2 separate regions of the Sus scrofa genome follow, and region 2 is linked to region 1. The links are chromatin contacts, called in public HiChIP or PLAC-seq maps. All regions are on one chromosome and are shown on one strand. Each heading gives the region's core, a stretch centred on a gene start, on an enhancer-like site or on the middle of the called end of the contact. The rest is flanking DNA. Distances are from core to core; before and after follow the strand shown.

Region 1 (7,458 bases), core at 1,565-4,064:
CCCAGCTGGAAAAGATTGTAGACTCAGAAAGCAGGATCTACAGGAATGACCTCTAAACCTAGCGGCAGTTCGCGTGTTTTGTGTGATATTTTTAGAGAACCTCAATATATTCCATTGAAGCTCTTTGACCTGCCCAGAACGTTGAGAAGTTGGGGGTCCAAATGTGGTCCTCACTTTTTACAGGTGAGAAGACTGAGGCATAAAGATGTCCTGACTTACCTAGGGTGATAAAAGTTATTTACTTGATAGCCGTGACCAGAGCCGTGAGCAGAAAGGCAGGGCTGTGGCCTTTCATGATCACACCCAAAGGACAGACACAAATGTGTCCTGACCACTCACTGGCTACAGCCCAGGGGCTCTGAAATTGCCCTCAGCCCCTGACTTGAGAGCTACCACCCTGCAGAGAGTGAGGTCCCCGCTTGCTTCCTCACCGGTGCAGGAGATGCTCCATAGCTTCTCTAAATCCGTTTTCCCATTTCCACACAGCCCATGTAAGGATCACTCACTGCTGCCTCTGCGAGGAGAACACAAGCAGCAAATGCAACAATTAGCCTTTTGCAAAAATGCTAATCCAGACAAGATTTAATTATGATGTAGTCAACTTAGATAATCATATTGATTTGTGGTAAAGGATTTGCACTCGTTGCAAAATGAATTCTTCTTTCCCGTTGCAAGAAGCTGGTATGAAGAAGTTGAAGATTCTTTTTTTTTTTTTTTTTTGCATTTACCTGGGCTAAACATTTCATTCTAATTAAGAACCTTTGGTCTTGTCCCACAATATTCTTATTCCCAAATATATATCCATAAAAGCAAAGAGTGGCCAAAATACAGGTTCAAAATGATCAGCTTCATCAACACTGCTAAAACACAGAGCGGGTAACGTTATTGGGGGTCAGCTGTTGAGGTTACTAGCTGTATACGGGTCATGATTTGTACAGTGATATTTGTTCAACAAATTAGAAGCATTTGCATGGCAGGTGGAAGTTCAGTGTGATCTCCTTGGTTCCCTCAGGCTGCCAGAGCCTGGGGTGTCCAGTTTCAGGCTGGAAGTCTGAAAGCCTCCAAGGACATTTTGCTTCCTCTCTTCAGATCCCCTGAGATGTTTCCTTCCAAGTCCAACAAGGTTTTATCGCTTTGGGGTTACAGTAACAATCCCCCAGGTCGGTGTCTTTAAATTTCCTTCTCAAAACCTGCACCGACGGCCAATACCATCACCTTTCTAAAACTGCGATGAGAAATCAAACAGCAGAACACGGTCACCCAAGTGGAAACTTTTATAATGCATTAAATCTATCATTGCCTGTTCTCGTAAGAGAGTCCTGACGAATATTAATGACCATCAGAAAATAGAACCCTAATTTTTTTTTTTATCTCACTCAAAAGTGACATTTTCTCCCAACATGTGCCTCTTGTGTTTCAGCTGTAAGGAGTACAAAAATCTGAATTCCTTTTTTGCCATCGTCATGGGACTAAGTAATGTTGCTGTGAGCCGCTTGGCACTAACGTGGGAGGTAAGCTTCCGCTGCGATCCAGCTGTGACTTTTGCCTTAAGAATTAAAAACAGAGGCTCACTGGGGTGCTTTAATAGAAATAGCATACACTTGTACAGCAGTGGGAAAGGTGGGACACTTGGAGGGAGGTGACCTGTCTCCTTTTGCCTCAGCATGTGAATTGTAAAAGGTATTGTCCTTTGGTGTCTTGGGGGGGGGGGGAGGTCTTAGCTTCTTGGTAAATAAGATGTAAATAAAAATAAGCTGAGAATCAACAGCGTTGCTTGGATGACTTCAGAGGTTTTGCTTATACGTCCTGCTGTTCTCTGGAAGGTCTTCTTCTTGCTGTTGAAAGAAGCCTTATCGGTAATTAAGCGAGGACAGAAGATCCCTTTGTATCCAGGTAGTCACTTTGCTCCTGGGAGAATAAGCCAGCAGGCCGACTGTGTGGCCCAGCTCAGTACCCATACCAAGTATCTCTTAACCACCTTTCAGACCTCTCTGTGTATGGAGAGAGGAACAAGAGTTGGTTAGAATTCGCTTTGGTGCTGAAGTTATGCAGGTGTGTTGTGAATTTCTGTAGCCAATATTAGTGGTTTGTGGCTAGTTGGTTATTTGTGCTAGAGAACATCCTTATTTTCCATTAGCTAAGTACTCAAACTATGCCTGACCCCTTACATGCGGTCTATAGTCAAAGAAATACTAATCTCTAATAGAACATACACACCAAAATAGACTCGTACTAAAAATAAAAAAGTATGTGTAAGTGGGACACAAAAAGAGGGCAGGGAGGAGGTAACAGAGACTTCATTTGCAGTGATGCTTTAAAAAGCCACCAAAGGCAGCTGTTTGCTTCTCCCAATGTTTTCCTTGAAATAGGTCCTTCCGGCTTCCCTCTTGAAATTGTTTTTTTTCCCTGTTCCTCCTCAGTGTTTGCACTGTTGACAGGACAGGTCCTCACACGTCCTTCTGTCTTGGGTTTCTCTGAAGATTCCAGGCAGATGCAGCACACAGCAGCTCATCCCCTGAATATAGGAATGAGGGAACGGGTGAGGCCTGCATGCCACGTGGCTGGGTCATCTTCCAGCTAGAAAAAGCTGCCGCTGCCAATAAAATCTAAGCCATGAGGCCAGGGGGCAGCCTCCCCTTCTTGGAGCCCACGGCTCTTGGAATCTTAGGAGACCGAGGTTCCCTCTCAAAGAGTCTGCTTTCCCCAACCTGGTTTCAGCTTTTAACCCTCTCGCTGAATCCACAGGGTTTGGTTGGGAAGAACAAAGAAGGTATAAAACCTCATGGGGTCCAGGAAGCAGCCAGACATTAAGGCCGTAGCATGGGGGAGCGCTCCCAGAGTCCCCTTTCCTGGCCGAAAGAGAAAAACCCGGAGGCTGCCTGGGGGAGGGAAAGAGTTCTCTGGCCAGCCCTTCATTCCTCAGGGAGGAGGAAGGAGGAGCACTTGGGCCTGGGAGCTTGTGTTTCCATCCTTGCGTGTTGCTGAAAGGAGGAGAGTCCCCTTTCATCACCTATAAGCCTTTATCTCTAGAGGCAAAATGTAACTGAATCATCTGTAGGAAGCGCTGTCCTTCATAAGCATCTTTGCTTTGGTGTATCTACCTGTCCTGGCCGAGCCCCTCCCACGTGCTTCTCGCACGAGTCGAGTGAGTGGCAGGATGGCAGCAGGAGCAGCGTGAGAAATGGGGCCTGCCCTCTGGGAAGCAGAGAACACGTGTGAGACAGTCAATGAACAAAACGGAAAACAGAGGGAAGCCACGTGGCAAAGGGAATGGCTGGACATGGAGGGGAAAGACCCATTTGAGAGAATGCCAGAGGGAGTGAGACCTCGGAGCCAAGTTTCTTGGCCTTGACGGTGTTGACATGTTGGGCAGGAGCCCTCTTTGTTGGGGGGGGAGGGGCTGTTCTGAGCCACATGGGAGGCTTAGCAGCATCCCTGGCCTCCGCCTACTATAGACCAAGAGCACCTCTCACCCCACCCACCCTGATCTGGGCAATAAATGTCTGCAGATATAACCAAACATCCCCAGGTGGTGGGGGGGCGGGGGTTGCAAAATTGCCCCCAGTGGAGGACCCCTGCTCTGGGAGCATGGGGTGCGGATAGATAATAGTCTTAAGACCATGTTATACTATAGGCTCTCCTGCCTTTGACCCAAAAGCCAGCTAAGGAAAGAATGAGAGACCCAACCAAAAATGTCATTCGCTCCTCACTTTTAAAGTGGTCTGTGTTCCCAGAAAGTCACCACCTAGCGTGGTGGTTTGGACACTCCATGGGGCATGAGACCCCTGCATCCCGTGGCACCCATCCCAGCCTGCCTCCCTTTGCCCTTTCCCCTCAAGCAAGGAGACCGGGTTTCCCTGAGACCCAGAGAGGTGGTAGGACAGTGAGTTTAGAGATGATGAGGAGACCAGTTCCCAGAAACAAAAGAAAACGTCTCACAGCATTCCAAGGGGGATATGACAGACCCATTCAGAGAAGGGAGAGGACTGTTTGGTGGATGGCAGAAGTCTGATTGGTGAGTCAGCAGGGACAGCAGACTTTGGTGTGAGAAGCAGAGCTGAGCCGGGCGTCCGGAGGCCCAGAGCTTGGACAGCACTTCCAGGGTCTTGGGATGGGAAACATATCACGCTGCTCTGTCTTGGTGTGGCTCTGTCAGAAGCAAAAAGTTCAAGTTTACGACAAGCTCAGGACCTAAGCGAAGTAAGAACCAATAGGATTGAAAGGTGATTCATCGCTGACCTCCTGGTGGAGATGTAAGGGGACAGTCAGTGGTGTGGAATCACTAAACCGAGGCGTTCCCATTGAGGCTCAGCGGTAATGAACCCAACTGGTATCCATGAGGATGCGGGGTCCATCCCCGACCTTGTTCAGTAGGTTAAGGATCCAACAATGCCGTGAGCTGTGGTGCAGGTTGGAGAGGCGGCTCAGATCTGGTGTTGCTGTGGCTGTGGGGTAGGCTGTAGCTCCGATTCAACCCCTAGCTTGGGTTTGACCTAAAAAGACCAAAAAGAAGGAAGGAAGGGGAGGGAAGGGGGAGGAAAGGAGGAAAAGAAATGACTAAACTGAAAGAACTATCAATTTCTACATTATAACCAGGCAGAAAAACCCTAGGGGAAGAAATGCTTGTGTAGAAAAGCATAGCGCAAGTAAGAGGCAGGGGAAAGGAGGCAGGTGATGTGTATTCCAGGGGCTCGACCATCATCAGCTGTGTGACTCTGGCATGTCATGTCACCTGTGAGCTTTCATTTCTTCCACCTCTAAAACACAAGTTGAATCTGGTCACATATTTATTGTGTATTGTTTAGCAATGAACAAACCGATAAAAAAAAAAAAAAAAAAAAATCCCTGTTCCCCTGTAGCTTACCCTGAAAAGGAGGAGAAGGGATGAACTCAGTAGTTTCCAAAACCTTTAATCCTAACATTCTCTGGTCTAAATTCCTAACTGTGGGAATCAGAGTTTAAAACCGGGGGTGGGGGGGGGGGTTACCACCAAACCACCTGTAGTCTGGGAATGCACGCCTCTTTATGAATAATCGAGTTCAACAAACATTATAAAAGCAGTAAGACCAAAGCATTCATAGTCACGGTTCTACTAGGTTATTAAGACTTTTAAAAGACGAGGTTATTATCTATCCAGGAGATTATCTTCAAATGATAAGACAGATTTTGCCCGGGCCTTAGAGATGTTTAAGAGCCCAAAGAAATATATTTCCCCTAGAAATGATACACATCGAGATAGTGAATCTGACATATGAGTGTGGCATTTTCCTTTCATTAACAGAAACTGCCAAGCAAGTTCAAGAAGTTCTATGCGGAGTTTGAAAGTTTAATGGTAAGTGACAGTGGCTCCTTTATTCTGTTCACTGTCTGCATTAATCCAATTTCTGATGAGCTGAATTGAAGTTCTCATTTCAGAAATTTTATCTGTCCTTGTATGACTTTAAGAAGTTTATGATCCCATTTTAGTGCTGCTAAAACAAGCATGTCTGACTAATGAATGGCACCCTCAGGTACTAACTTAAGGAGGACTTATGTCCCACATAAGGTCAATTTGTGTAACTAAGAAAAGCTGTATAATAGGATCCTTTCCATCTACCACAGGCTGGCGAGGGCTTGGAAGCTCCGTTTTCCTTGGCTTGCCAAAATTATTCTTCCCCATTGGCTGGGAGGTGTTAACGGACAGGAGAAGGGTGAGGGGGACTTGGCAGCAGTGACGGGAGGGTTCCAGAGATGGCAAGGCCAGGACTGGCTGTGCAGGGCAGCCAGGAGAGAGAGCTGGGCTCCTGGGGAGGAGCAGGTGCTTCCAGAGGAAGGTGTCTAGGGTTTGGGGCTTGTTGTACATTTCCTGTGGGCTCTCAAAGGGAATCTCCCCCCTTGAGCCCTAGAGGCATAGCTCCCTTGCCACCAAGAAAGGAAACAAAAAAGTCAATCACTTTCATGTCATATGGGAAGTTGTTTTAAAACAAGAATTGGGGCGTTCCCATCATAACGCAGTGGAAACGAATCTGACTAGGATCCAGGAGGTGGCGGGTTCGATTCCTGGCCTCGCTCAGTGGGTTAAGGATCCAGCATTGCTGTGAGCTGTGGTGCAGGTCAAGGATGTGACTCGGATCCTGAACTGCTGTGGCTGTGGTGTAGACTGGCAGCTGTAGCTCCGACTGGACCCCTAGCCCAGAAACCTCCATATGTCACGGGTGTGGCCCTAAAAAGCAATAGATAAATAAATAAATAAATAAATAAATAAATAAATGATTTTCTTTGGTAGCTACGCTTGATGCAATACTACCTGATTGGAGAGTTCCCATTGTGGCACAGTGGAAACAAATCCAATTAGGAACCTTGAGATTTCAGGTTAGATTCCTGGCCTCCCTCAGTGGGTTAAGGATCCGGCATTGCTGTGGCTGTGGTGTAGGGGGCCAGCTACAGTTCCGATTCGACCCCTAGCCTGGGAACCTCCACATGCCACGGGGCGGCCCTAAAAAAAAAACCAAAAAAACAAAAAACAAACAAAAAAACTACCTGATTGGGAGATGACAAGGCTAGATGTGTCAGGAGGTAGAGGGAGTGGTGAAGGTGTCACCAGTCGTTAACCAGCATCTCTTTGTTTCTCTAAAGGATCCTTCAAGAAACCACAGGGCCTACAGGCTGACAGTAGCCAAGCTGGACCCTCCTCTCATCCCCTTCATGCCTTTGCTCATTAAAGGTAATTCCAAGGCAATGCACCGGCTGAGCCGGTGATGAGCATGTAACAGGAGCCTAATGAGATTGACCTCTTTGGGGGAGAGTGAGCCCATCTTTCCAACGCCATCTCCTCTCAGCCCTGGCGTTTCTGAAAGAGTTGGAAAGATTTGCAGGAGGAGCAGGGAACTGTGCGTGGTGTGGAAGACTTGAGAGTGACACAGAGGGTTAGTCTGGAAATTTTACCAAGCTCAGGTAAAGTGCTTTAGAAAGTTAAACACCTAACATAAAAGGAACTATTATCAGCTTTTTTCAACTGCAGTGTTATGCAAATCCTCCAGCATAATCTAATGGTGCTATTGTGGTTTCTTAGTATGACATATTTCTGTTAGTGATTAGAACGTGACTTTTATTTCTTTGCAGATATGACATTTACTCATGAGGGGAACAAGACGTTCATTGACAGTCTAGTAAACTTTGAAAAAATGGTACGTAGAGTATTATAACCTTAGCCGTGATGTTTTTTTTAAGATAAAATTTGCATTTGTACTAATAAAGGAAATAATTTCTATATATGCTGCCATGTTAAAAAGCTAGTTACACATAAAGGAGTTTTGAAATACTCAGTTCAAATTGGCTACCTGTTTTAGTCTGTCAGTTCTCTTTTGTGAACCTGAATAGTATGTGTGCCGCGGCTCACAGCAGCAGCTAGCTTTTATGCTGCCTGCTTCGTCCTCGGCTGCCTGTTACTAAAATGCACAATGTTCCGGAGTGACTTCC
Region 2 (7,025 bases), core at 340-2,839, 260 kb after region 1:
AAGCTATCCTTACTTAGGCACAAGTACAGGATGAAGGGTCCCTTTTATATTAGATCTGGCCTTCCAGGCGTGTCTTTTTTTTTAACCCTGACTCAGCCACGCTGGTGTGAAAGAGAAGTGAATGTAGGTGCTGCTCTGAAAACCTAGCTAGCCAGAGAGATATCCTCAGAATGTTATCACAGATTTGTCAGAGCTTGTTTAAACTATAAAACACTTGTAGTTATATGTATACAGAAAGGCAAAAGAACAAAGACTTTTTTCTACCCTAAATTAGAAAGCAGTGCCATTCATTTGACTGTTAAACCAAAGTACTTTTGGTGGTTCTTTTTACAGAAGATTTAAGAAAGAGTATCATCACTGACATTATCTAATACTATTTCCAAGTTTATTTGATCATAAAAACTTCTTAGAATTTGAAGCATGACATGCTTCCAACCCTGTTAAGGGCAAAAAATACCATAAAATGGTCACTACACCGTGCCAGCTTTATTTGGAGAAAAATAACTTATAAAATATTCTGGGTGTGAAATGTAGACCAGTCTATATTGAATAGTGATAAAGAGAAGGATCTGAAGTCAGAGCATGATTCACAATTGCCGTGCAATCTTGAGCAAGTTATTTAACTTTTGTGTCCCTTTGCTCATCTTGAACATGAGAATGATAATACTACCTACTTCAAAGGATTCTTGTGAGGATTAAGTGAAATGATACATGTTAAGCATTTAACACAGTACCAGGCCCATGGTAAGTGGTCAGCTAGTGTTAGCTACTCTTAACTATGCCAGGGAAAATACACTGGGAAATAAGTGGTTTCCATAACCTGGAAAACTAAACTATCAATTTCAAGTGCTATTTGTTGGGTAGGATAGAGTGAAAATTAAAGTGAATAGCTCTCAGGAAAGATGAAGAGAACATCTTTAGAATGGAAGCTATATAAGCAGATCTATTCTGTCATTCTGTGAAGACCATGCTAGTGGCAAGGTTTGCTTAGTCTGAAGTATTTGCCAGCCTTGCCACCACCCATGGTCCAGAAAAACACTCTGCCTAGAAGATGGGTTCCTCTCATACCCAATCGGATATTTTTCTTGTGTCTATGCAAACATAGATACATACACACCACAATATAGTGCTGATGACAAACAGGTGCAAACATAAATAGGCATCCTGTCGGTGCTCAGACCTAGAGGAGTCTGGCCTGATTCAAGCTGAGCCACTCAAACAGAAGATCTCGGAGTGAAGCAGAAGGGATGGCCTTCGGCTCTTGCCTTCCCAGCATGCCATGGGGCTCTGCAGCCATGCAACCTGAAAGAGCACCAAAGACCAGATGGTTCAAAGCCTCTTGTATCTCATCTGTTCAGGCCAAGGTCAAGTCAGCCATCCCACCAGTACTCATTGAGCCCCTCCTCTGTCCCCATTACCATTCTAGGGAGCAGCTAGATGAAAATCTTTACACTCATGGAGCTTCCATGCTAGGGAGCGGAGATGGACAATAAACAGACCAAATGCATCATACAGTAACACTGGATAAGGGCACGTGGGGAAACCAGCGGGGAGGGAGGATGAGGTCCATGCTGTGCTGTGAACTTTAAGGTGTGGTCAGGAAAGGCCTCACTGCTAATGGAATTTCTATGGGCTAATTTTGGGATCTGTGTGCCTTGTGTGAGAATGTGTGCCCTGGCTCTCATTTGAGAGTAACCAGCAATAAATTTAGAACATACGAAATGCATGGGGTGGATTTTTTTTTAAAAAGTACATGAAATAAAAATTTATAATAATTAAATCTACCATGATTATACCTAAGGTTTTGGTGCCTTAAAAACATGAAAGCAGCCAAAGAGGGCCAAAAGAGAAAGGTAATAGCCAAGCCCAAGGTTTACTGTCATTTCAAGTAGTAATTCTCTAATCTCTCAACTGCTGCTATTTTCCTAACTGATATTCCAGAGATGATCAGAGCTCAATACCCTACCATCAGGAAACTGCAGAGCCTTCAGATACAGCAGATTTGATAACCTCAGTGAAAAGCTTGAAATGTTCTCTGCCTAGAACTGGGCTCCAGATAATTACCATATGGCCTGGTCTGTTTTACTTTCTCTTCCAAATCAAAATGTCTTTCTAGGGTTCGGAACACTCCTGCATTCTGAGTCATGAGCAGAATCTTAAAACGGTCTCACTCTGTCTGTGAAGATGATTTAAAAGACTTCCGACTATATTATTAGCCTTATTAATTTTAAAAAGAAATACATATTATCCATGTACAGAATGTCTAATCATGTTAATTGTGCAGCTTTTAATTCATTTTTTCAGCTCAGTTTTTGAAAGGGCAGATTATTGGTGGTGGATGTATTTCCAATGACTTGACTCACAAAAATGTACATTTATAAAGTGAAGAGTTAAAGAAACACATTCATAATGAGAATTGAGACTCTAAATTGTGGTAAATATTATCGGAGCCATACAACTGAAACTGTAACTACTCTTCCATCTTTTCTCCTTTACTCATAAAGTTGATCATGTAGAACTTGATGACACCCTCTTGGTGGTTCTCAACCACAATAGTGCTGTCACCAAATGGTGGTTGGTGATGCTAGGGCATAGTTTTGGTTGTCACGTGACTGGGGGTACATTTAGTGCCCAGTGTCCAAAGTGGTAACATCCCTTGGCCCAGGGACAGTCCCACCCTATAAAGAATTCCATCCAAAATACCCATAGGATCGTCCCTTCCTCCACTGAGAAACTTAGCTAAACCTGGCAGTTTTAGAATTCCACATCTTACTTTTTCTCCCCGACATGAACTTACCCAAGTCAAAAGATGCATTTGCAGAATTACAGCCACTTACACATTCTGAATTTGGTAGATTTGTGCCACTTATCTTAAGGCCTCTCTTGTGGAAATGGTTTTTTTCCCCTTAAGCACACTGGTGGAAACTTGATCAAACAGCTCAATTTAGCGGGAGAGGGGAGGATGTCACTCTCTCTTTGCCCTGATTCCACTATAAATTTTTAAAAATATCACTGAAGTACCTATAATTCTGCAAAGTAGGCAGGATAATTTAAAAGGACCCGTTTCTGAACAGTCTTTTGATGTAAGCAAGATCACATTTTAATATTTTGCATAAATAAGCAATGGGAAGAGGTGGGAGGCACAGAGCACACTTGTTTTCAATGCTCTGGAGATGTTGAGGGTCCATTTTCAGCCAGTAGTTTTATTTATTTATGTTTTCAGCCAATGATCCTAATATGCAGTGGGTCTGTTAGCCTTTACGACCACTTGGGGAATTCCAACTTGATCCCAGGGAAAACCGAGGAATTGGGGTGGGGCGCGCAGTTTAGAAGAGATCAGAAATGATGTCTCATGGCGCTACAATGTACACAACTGAATTTTTCGGAGTCTCCATTGGAGTGGTCAGAATTTCATGAAAGGTAATTTTAAAACATTCTGAGTTAAATCTCGATCCTTTTTTAATTTTTTTTTTGATACACTAGACTTGTTGCTGCCTTTGAAACTAGCAGAGTGTCACTCTGCCACATGCATCATAGAGCATAATTTTTCTATAATCAGGTGCCTTTTGCTGCTTTGGGGTAAGACTGTTTTCCTGTTTATATTAAGCGTTGCCAGGGAGAAGCATTGGTTCTGTTCTTTCAGTGGTGGCATAGCCTGCTAGCCCTGGATGTGGCTTCCCTGATCAGAAACAAGTGTCCACCAGGACACCTGGGGGACTAGCCCCGTTTCCTCGGCCTCCAGCTTAGTTTGCGCTCCATAGCCTGTGAGGAGCTTTCTGGTGTGGGATTATTTACTTCAAACCTAGAGTTTCGTGCACCTACATTAACTATTTTATATCATGTGCAGAATAACAGATCTTTTAATGTCAGATACTCTATACACTGCACATATTGCTTTTGCACTGTTTTAAAGATTTTGTACTAAATGATAGAAATTATTTATATTCTTTGAGTGTGAGCTTTGAATAGATGGCGTTATCACTTTATTGTTTAAAAAAAAATGGTTTTCTCAATTATTCTATAGCAATGTTATTCTGAGCAAGTCCTATGCCAAAAATCTTGTATCGTGTTTGTATGGAAGATTAAAATTTTACTTATGTGTGGTAAGACTACTGAGTTACTGACTTCATGGTTGGAATTTGATATTCCAGCCCAAAGTCCACAATGTATCCAGAAATCCAAGTTGGTGTCATACATTTTACCTTGATGTGAACTTCTCTTTGCTTTCCTTTGTTTTAAGACTCCATTTTGCAATAAACGTTTTGACAGTAAATCCCTTCGTTATGTGTTGCTGTGTACATCAGAGCTTTGTTAAATCGGATTCCCAACACGCTTTGAAGGAATCGTTGTCACACGCGTGCCCATGAGTGTGGGCGCTTCTCTCCTGAAATCAATTGGAGTGTAAATAATGAATTTGTAAAGTGATGGGGCAGTCACAAGGTGGGTTTTTTTGTTGTGTTTTTTTTTTTTAATCCCCAAAGAGAGACAGAAAGGCTTAGAAGTCACCCTACAGCCCATACACTGATATGTTAACAAGGTACAGCTAACATAAAGGATATGGGAAGCCGCTCTGTGGCTGGAGATCATTAACTCTTCTCCCCTGTCCTGCCACATTCAAACCGTGTTGAAGCAGTGCCTGGCTCCAGCCTTCCGCTCACTGATCTTTGCAAGCCTCGCGCAAGAATCCTGCCGCAGCGCGTCTCAGACTGAACCCGGCACCTTTCCCTTGGCGTCATCCCCATGAGCCTCCTCAGACAGCAAGAGACTCGTCTTCTCTCCTTCTGACAGGAAAACCAAAGATGTTGGTTGTGATTAGTTGTTTCATTTACCACCTTTATTCCATCCAAGAAATAGTTCTCGATTTCGTCCAGCACAACATTTGGGAACTGTATGAAAATCAAAACATTCCACATACCCCCTCTCCCCCACGCCCTCTAAGAGCCAGCCTTGATGCAGGACACATCTCTGCAACGCAGGCTGTTGTTTCTTGACCTCATCAGACAGGTTCCTTGTTTGATATTTGTTTCCGTGATGGGCAAAGGGAATGACATACTTCTGCAGCTATATCCAGCTGCCCCGTGAAGAAATAAAACTTGTCGTGTCTTTTCTCTGATCGAGTTCAGTTGTAGAGTCTATTTCTCAAGTCACTTGCCTTTCTGCATTATTAAAGCAGGTGAGTGCCTGTGACTGCGGACACCAGGTATTTCAGAGGCGGGAAGGGGCAGTTCTGTGGGAATCAGAGTACATGAGGGTATAGCAGAGTTCGTCTAGGGTGGTAGCAGTTTATACCCTCAGAACTTAGCTGTACTCCTCAAACTCTCTGCCTTCAGATTTATTGTAACCAATGGGTTTTTTAAATACTTCTGCCTGGCCCCCTAGAGTTGGCCTCTGTTTCCCCTTAGCCTCAGACCTGCGCACACAGGCATCTGGAGCTCGGGTCAGGCAACTGTATGGAGCCCATCCTTCCTTCCTCCCCCGCCACCACCACTGCCAGGGTCTTGCCTTGCTGCCTCTCCTCACCAGGACTCACCTCTCCTCCTTGCCCTGCTGTGCTGGCTCAAACCACTATGTCTTCCATCCCCCATCTGAATCTCTGAAACCCTCCCTTCTCCGTGGTAAAGCCATAGCCATTGAATTCTATACCAGAGAATTTAGCATGGAGGGAAATGCACCCTTCAATTAAAATTTTGCTAGGATTTGTGTGCCAGGCACTCTGCTGGGCACTGAGAAAGTGAAGATGAAGGTGGCCTTAAATTCCTCCAAAGGTATAATCCATACCAACCTCCCTCCTGATTAAATGAAAATCTCTTTAAAGGCAGGGGCTTGTCTTTCCTAGCAAGGTTTTGAGCATGTGAATTTCAAATACCGGCAGATTAGAAGGATTAACTCATCCATCCTCTGATTTTTACACTAATTGTAAAAGTAACCAAATCCAATTTCTTTTTTTCAGCTCACCTACACACACACACACTAAATGTTTATTTGAAACATGTTGAAGGACATTTTGCCCTCTTATCTCATGAGCAATCCAACCGTTTTGGCAAGACAAGTTAGTTAAAACTAATGGTTATCACAAACAACTTCAAGTCACAAGACACAGTTGTTGTTTGTTTTGTTTTGTTTTGTTTTGTTTTATTTTCCAATGATGTAGGGGTTTATTGTTTAGTCTGTGGCCATGGAGCCTATATTGAAGTGGGTAGCCCTTTGGCTCTGAAAATGGGCAGACGGAAGCCCTCTTGCAAAGTTGTCTTTTGTGTTTGTGTACCTGCCAGGGAGGGAGGTTAGTTTAGTTTTAGTTAGAGCAACTCTGCAACCAGGGTTCTTTAGGACAATTGCAATTTCACTTGTCCTGATAGCATTTGGTTTTAAAAATACAGTGCACATGAGACATTTAGTCAAACTCTCATAAACCCCCCTGTAAGAATATGCATATAAGACATCTGGTTACCAGGTAGTTGCTCGTGAATTTTCACTAATAATCTTAACGGTCCTTGAGTTGGCTGAGAATTCCAAAGAAGGCGCTGGTATCTGACAAACGTCAGAAATTCCTTGACTGCCAAGGCCCTGTTGTGGGAGATAAAACTACCCTCGGTTTGCCACGTACCAAGAGAAAAAAAAACCCCAGATGTACAGAGTCCCATTGTAACGCCTCACCAAGCTCGATGAATTGTGACAGAGCGGTTGATACACTATGGCTTCTGTGGGCAGCATCTTTGGAACCCTGTGAAATTCCTCTTAAGGTCGAAAAAATTGGTTTCCGTTCAAGGTAACCCGTAGGAAGAACCAAGCCAGGGCAGAGCAGCAGCTCCGAGCTAAAATACTGAAAAGAGAGGATAAACAAAAAAAGACAATGATAATATTCCTTTTTTCCCCCCCATTTCATTCATATTTCCCATGCAGCTGCTGCCTTCCTTTGAGATTGGTGCTTGGACGGAAGATGACGTGGTAAGTTGCTTCTCTTAATGACTCATTTAACCTGGGCAGGTAGTTCATAAATTTGTCCACGAGTTAAAATGCGGTTAGAA

Evidence for each region. HiChIP or PLAC-seq counts read pairs in DNA pulled down with a chosen protein or histone mark.
Region 2: an H3K27ac HiChIP or PLAC-seq map of skeletal muscle shows a contact between it and region 1, with 4 times the contacts expected there. The contact joins two enhancer-like sites. A contact is called at or near these places in 2 of 47 Hi-C or Micro-C datasets (alveolar macrophages and embryonic fibroblasts) and 2 of 2 datasets of contacts at active chromatin or transcription factors (alveolar macrophages and skeletal muscle).

What each region holds. Positions count from the first base shown.
Region 1 is chr15:79,068,402-79,075,859 of Sscrofa11.1, forward strand. It overlaps RAPGEF4 (rap guanine nucleotide exchange factor 4), which reads left to right. Exons shown (of 31, transcript XM_021075197.1): 26 at 1,421-1,511; 27 at 5,282-5,332; 28 at 6,616-6,703; 29 at 7,102-7,166. Among named protein-coding and RNA genes, the nearest start is that of MAP3K20, 100 kb to the right of the region's middle. Within about 2 kb of position 2,815, at least 8 of the 83 cell types and tissues checked have an H3K27ac peak or open chromatin away from gene starts, as enhancers often do. A contact at or near this core is called in skeletal muscle, where this site is marked.
Region 2 is chr15:79,327,447-79,334,471 of Sscrofa11.1, forward strand. MAP3K20 (mitogen-activated protein kinase kinase kinase MLT) reads left to right here. Exons shown (of 20, transcript XM_013990583.2): 12 at 6,901-6,945. LOC106508121 (a long non-coding RNA gene) reads right to left here. Exons shown (of 3, transcript XR_001304693.2): 3 at 1-6,820. Among named protein-coding and RNA genes, the nearest start is that of MIR9826, 64 kb to the right of the region's middle. Within about 2 kb of position 1,590, at least 1 of the 83 cell types and tissues checked has an H3K27ac peak or open chromatin away from gene starts, as enhancers often do. A contact at or near this core is called in skeletal muscle, where this site is marked.